Regions from separate parts of the Anser cygnoides genome. Here region 1 is linked to region 2. Evidence: chromatin contacts called from public Hi-C data. All regions are on one chromosome and are shown on one strand. Each heading gives the region's core, a stretch centred on a gene start, on an enhancer-like site or on the middle of the called end of the contact. The rest is flanking DNA. Distances are from core to core; before and after follow the strand shown. Region 1 holds the start of SH3RF1 (SH3 domain containing ring finger 1). Region 2 overlaps SH3RF1 (SH3 domain containing ring finger 1).

Region 1 (2,700 bases), core at 90-2,589, 66 kb before region 2:
CTTTTTATCCTGCTTCCCTGAACTTTCATCTTGCTTTTCTGGTCCACCACCTGTAACGTAAATGCCTTTACTGTTTGAGTAGATATTTTACATTCCTTAGGCAACAAACTGAGTTCAGACAACAATAATTGCGTCACTTACAAAAGCATGCTGTGCTGTAAAGGCTGGTAAACCATTGCCCTGCAAACGTGATGAGATCTTGAGAAGCTATGGCCAGAAGCGACAATTAATTGTGAGAAGCACTTCTGCATAGATTCAACAAGCGAGTAGCTCAAACGTACTGCTCATTCCTTCTGTAGCAGCAGTGCTTGCACAGCAAGAGAGAGGAATACTGCGAGACACAGGAATATTCCCAAGTATCAAATGTTCATACCCTTCTCCTCTATTTATGTTACAATACTCCCTGCAAAGCGCAGACATAGACCAGAACCCCATCTGCATCAGTTTTCCTAAACTCCAGAATTTATGGGGGAGGAGGCCTTATTCCTTAATGAACTGTAGATATTTATAACTTTTACTATTCCTACTAATAAAAAGCAGTTAAAGACGTATTTGGCCTGTGCACATATATTTGGAAATCCTAACATTTGCAGAATATCACTTCTGCAGGGAACAACCCAGCTAACAAACAAAACAGCTAAGCCTACCACACAATCTACTGACACGAACCTTCACGACCTACAAAAAACCGCTTTTTATATGCACATAACTTTCAGAAGGATTGGCAACAAGCTGGAATGGCTAACCTGAGCCGCTCAGAACAACATACGGGGAGGCTTTCTGGTTATTTCCCCTCGGAGCTGCAAGCAGAGGCGATGTTTAATTGGAGCCCCTGTACGAACTTGGGCATTTGGCCAGGCACCACCACAGGCAGGGTGCCACACCTGGTTCAAAAAGCGACTTCTTACAACTCCTTTTGGCCGTTTTACCATCAGTTCACGCCTGCGTGAGGGTTCACGTCTTTATTTATGAGCTGCCTCGCAGCGAACCGCCTCACGAAGGATAACCTCAGCGGGGGCTGTCAGGGGCACTTTCTGCCCCCACTCGGCGGCTCAGGGGGTGCCACCCGCAGACAAGCGGCCGGACAGGCCCTCCTCCTCCTCCTCCTCCTCCTCCTCCTCCTCTTCTTCTTCCTCCTCCTCCTCCTCACAGCCGCGGGCCCCAGCTCGGGCCCCGGCCGAGGCCGCACTTGGCGGGCCCCAAGGGGCGGCCATCACGGCGCGGCCCCACCCGGGCGGGGAGGCGCCGCGGCTGAGGGGAGGCGGCTCACACCGAGCCGGGCCGGGCTGGGGGCCGCCCTCCCCGCCGCCCTCCCCTCGGCCTCGGCGGGGCGGTGCCGCCCCCCGCGTCAGCCCTGCGCGGCGGGGCGGGGAAGGGAGAGGAGGGAAGGGAAGGCGAGGGAGGGGACGGCAGCCTTGGCGCTGCCGCGGCGGGAGAGGCACCGGTGGCGGCTCCCGGGAACAAAGCGGGGCCCCTGGGGCCGGCGGCGGCGCCCCACGGTGAGGCACGGGCTCGGGGGGGCACTGGGTCCGCCGGCGGGGCGGGGGGGGGCGGTGGGTCGCCCCCCGCCATGGGGCCGTGACAGACGCGGGCGGCTGCCGTACCCGCTCCTGGGGAGGGGGTGTGGGGGGGGAAGAATCCAAATTTCTAATTTTTTTTTAAATATATTCTTTTTTTTTTCGGCCCGAGCTGCGGTTTAAGGACCTCCGCCTTTTCCTCGTGGCAAAAAAAGGAAAAAAAAAAAAAAGCTTCTGGCAGATAAACGCCCGGGGGTACAGATGTGAGAGGCGAGAGCCGTGAAAAACGAGCGTTGTTCGTGTGGTGCGGGGCAGCTCCCGTGTGGGAGCGAGCTGAGGGCACGGCTGCGGGGAATAAAAGTGCTCGAGAACTTGGATTTAAAACCCCTAGCCCTCCTTATTTATTACAGTACTTCAAGTAAACAGATACGTGAATGTACATCACGACTATTACTTATTGCTGTTGTGATTTTTCTCCCATCTGTTGAAAGCTGAACGCTGAATTAAAGTAGACGTGTTTTATTTTGCGCCTTGTAGGAATATCTCCAGATGAAATAGTCCCAGTGACTCTTTTCTCAGCTTCCTAATGCCTTTTTCCCTCAAAACATTTCAGAGCACGGCCAGGAGAGGAATGGATGTAACATGATAGCCTTGGAGCGCTCAAAACACCCAAATTCTGCGAAGATTTGTTTTTTCGGTTAAGTGATACGAAGAAAATGGATGAATCAGCTCTGCTGGATCTGCTGGAGTGCCCTGTGTGCCTAGAGCGCCTTGATGCTTCTGCCAAAGTCCTGCCCTGCCAGCACACCTTCTGCAAGCGCTGTCTGCTGGGCATCGTCAGCTCTCGAAATGAGCTTCGGTGCCCCGAGTGCAGGACTTTGGTGGACTGCGGCGTTGATGAGCTCCCCAGTAATATTTTGCTTGTCAGACTACTGGATGGCATCAAGCAGAGGCCTCGGAAACCTGGCACCGGCGGTGGGACGGGTGGCACAAACGCTTTAAGGGTCCCGATTACCACTGTTGCTAGTTGTGGCTCGAAGGAGCTGCCGAGCTCGCAAGTTGGACAGCAGCAAAGGGTGCAAGCGCGGAGCCCTCCTGTTCGGGTGAGTACCGAGTCCTGTTGCCATCTCTTCCCTCGCTGGTTCAAAACAGTTGATGTCCCTTGCTTCAGGATAAGGGCAGG
Region 2 (2,700 bases), core at 44-2,543:
TAGAACAGAAGGTAACAATTGCTCCATTGAGCCTCAAAAGGCATAGAATCCTGTAGGCAGGACCCCCCTTAGGATCTGCCTGTAAAGCACTGTGCCTTTTTACTGGGGTGTTTGTTAAAGATTACCGATCTCGATAATACTGAATTTCAAAAGCTGACTCTTTAAACTAGAAGAATAGGCAAAAGTGGTAACAATAGCTCAGTGGCTATAGTCTCATATTGTGCTTGCTTTTTGTTACCCATACATCAAAAGAAAATTTTCCCCAGAAGGGGGTGGTTTTGGGTGCACTACTGCTGAATGGCATATTATGTTTCAGCTTCAGGTTACAAAAACAATCATGTTTTGAAGTACAGTCAGCAGTAGGATGTTAAAATCTACCTCCTGGAAGGCTTCTGCATTTTTTTTTTGAGTCCTATCCTAAAGATGTTATAATTAGAAACAATGCTTTCTGTTTTTCCTCTGCTGAGAAATTGCTTGTCATTTGCGTAATTAGCAGCCAAGACTTCAAGATTTTAAAATGCAAAAAGTGAAATACAAACAAACCTAACTCTCCAGTTATATTTTACCAGTAAGTAATGGAATACTGAACTCTAGCTGATTTTTTTGTTTATTTTCTTAGCATATCATACTTCTCTTTCAGCCGATTCAACTCATCAAACAATATTGATCATCTGTTGCTATTTTTTTTCCCTCAAAAAATCAGAATATGAATCCCCCACTTCCACCACCACCTCTCTTGTCTGCTGCAATCATTGCATCAGCTTCTTCTGGACCTCAGTCTGCAGGTGTAATACAAAGGCCGACATCAGGATCAGCTGACCAAATGACACATTTACGACCACAAACTCGTCCAAGTGTGTAAGTAAAATTGAAACTTTTTGCCAATCAGAACAATGCAACGAGATCAATAACTTCATTTGTACTTACTTTGTGCCAGCTGGCTAGGTTCTGCTAAAATTCCCAGGAAACCACGTGTACAACTTAGAACAAAAACAAGGCATGCATAAAGGTGATATCCTCAAATGGCCTTTGTACTGAGGGTTATTTATGCCTTAAGCAAATATCATCAGCTCTTGCTGTGTATAGGAAACACTCACTTCAAAAATATAAAACGTTTATCGTGTCGAAGATGAATGAATCTTTGAGTCAGTGACGAGGACTATGTAACTTGCAAGTGGCAAACACAGGAGTGAATTTATTCAGTGTTTTCTGTTATGCATGGAATGAAAAGGCTATTCTCATATGGAATAACTTATGCCAAAACATAGAAATGCTGTATCTCATTTAGACTGTTATATTAGCATATCATTGCCAGTCTGCTTGTCTGAGATGCGATTGAAATTTGACTGAGGATTCTACAGTTCAGTTAATTAGTGGGTGTCAATTTGGAATGAAGGCAGAAAGCTGCTAGTTAGTATTATGTCTTCACACTTGTACAAGCAAATGTGCATCATCCTTCTGGGTGAAAATATTTTGTGTATTAACATGTGCTTCTGACAACATCTTTCTTCTCGGAAGCTTCTTTGTGTGCAGTTTGGAGAGTAAGAAAGAAAAGAAAAAATAAAAATCAGGAGTGGTTGAACCACGTAATTGGACACATTTGAATAATGCAAGGGCTGCTTTTGTTCTTTCTTTGTTTTTTTATCTTCCCACCAGGTTTCCTCCCACTCCAAAAGAGCGCCCATCTTGTACAGCAGGTGCATCTGGGTTTGGGCTGTTTCTTCAATGTTGAGCATTTTAATGCTGCTTCTTATGGATCATTGTACTTTGTGTAGTTAATCAAGTTCCCATCTCATTTATTCCAATCCTCCATCTTCAAAGGGTTGCTCTATAAGAGGATACTAATGAAATTTGTAATGATTTAACTAAAAGGGAAGTTAATGAACACCAATTAAGGCACATCAGTTGCTTTCCCATAGAGGTTCAGCATGTGGCTTTGTAGATCATGTGCTAGTGAAGCCTTTTGTTGCCAACGTGTTATGTGTAGCCTTTAAAGCATATTATGGACTTGCTTTACTATGTACCTATATTGCCTTTAAAGCATTTTTGCAGGTAATGCAAAAATTCTTGGGTAGACAACGAAGAATACAAATACAGTACAAAGTAGATAAGCACGCAGTTAATGCTATTGTTACTGTGTGTAAAAGACAACTTTGACCAGAGAATGTTTTATAAAGCCTTCTTTCTGCCCCTGGGGTAACAAGGGGAGTGGGAAAGACTAGCACTGCAAGTAACTGTGGATCCTTTTCTAAAACGGGATATTCTACCCATCTACCCTGATTGGCTACATCTTACGAAAAATACATTCTTTTTGAGAAAATGTGATTTATTAGAATGCCATTTCCTGTAGATCAGGGTCCATAATTACATAAATGTTTTTATGTAAACAATTTAAACAGTTTTCTAATGTTCAAATTGTGGCAGAAAATAGAACACCATGTATTGCTTTTTAATATGACACTCTGCATTCTTATTTGAAGACTTCCGTAGGAATATTCCAGCATGCAAATAAAAAAGTTGCAGTTTTGTTGTTTTTTCTCTCTGTAAATCCAGACAGTTTTCTACTAATATTAAAAAAAAAAAAAAGTAAAACGCTTTCTCAATTTTCACTATGATTTCAAATGTGCTATATTATACATTAATGTTGCTTTGCAGGAAAAAAAAGTGAAGAAACTTTAAAAGGTGAACAACTGCTAACTA

What was found. A called contact is a pair of places that touch in the nucleus more often than the background predicts.
Region 1: a Hi-C map of liver shows a contact between it and region 2, with 7 times the contacts expected there. The contact joins the promoter of SH3RF1 here to the enhancer-like site in region 2. A contact is called at or near these places in 2 of 7 Hi-C or Micro-C datasets (both in liver).

Annotation. Positions count from the first base shown.
Region 1 is chr4:53,398,554-53,401,253 of Taihu_goose_T2T_genome, reverse strand. It overlaps SH3RF1 (SH3 domain containing ring finger 1), which reads left to right and starts at 1,339. Exons shown (of 13, transcript XM_048076229.2): 1 at 1,339-1,499; 2 at 2,131-2,620. The coding sequence starts at 2,234. It overlaps LOC125184319 (a long non-coding RNA gene), which reads right to left and starts at 1,306. Exons shown (of 5, transcript XR_010831521.1): 1 at 142-1,306; 2 at 1-65.
Region 2 is chr4:53,332,359-53,335,058 of Taihu_goose_T2T_genome, reverse strand. SH3RF1 (SH3 domain containing ring finger 1) reads left to right here. Exons shown (of 13, transcript XM_048076229.2): 8 at 704-858. Among named protein-coding and RNA genes, the nearest start is that of CBR4, 32 kb to the right of the region's middle. Within about 2 kb of position 1,293, at least 1 of the 3 cell types and tissues checked has open chromatin away from gene starts, as enhancers often do. A contact at or near this core is called in liver, where this site is marked.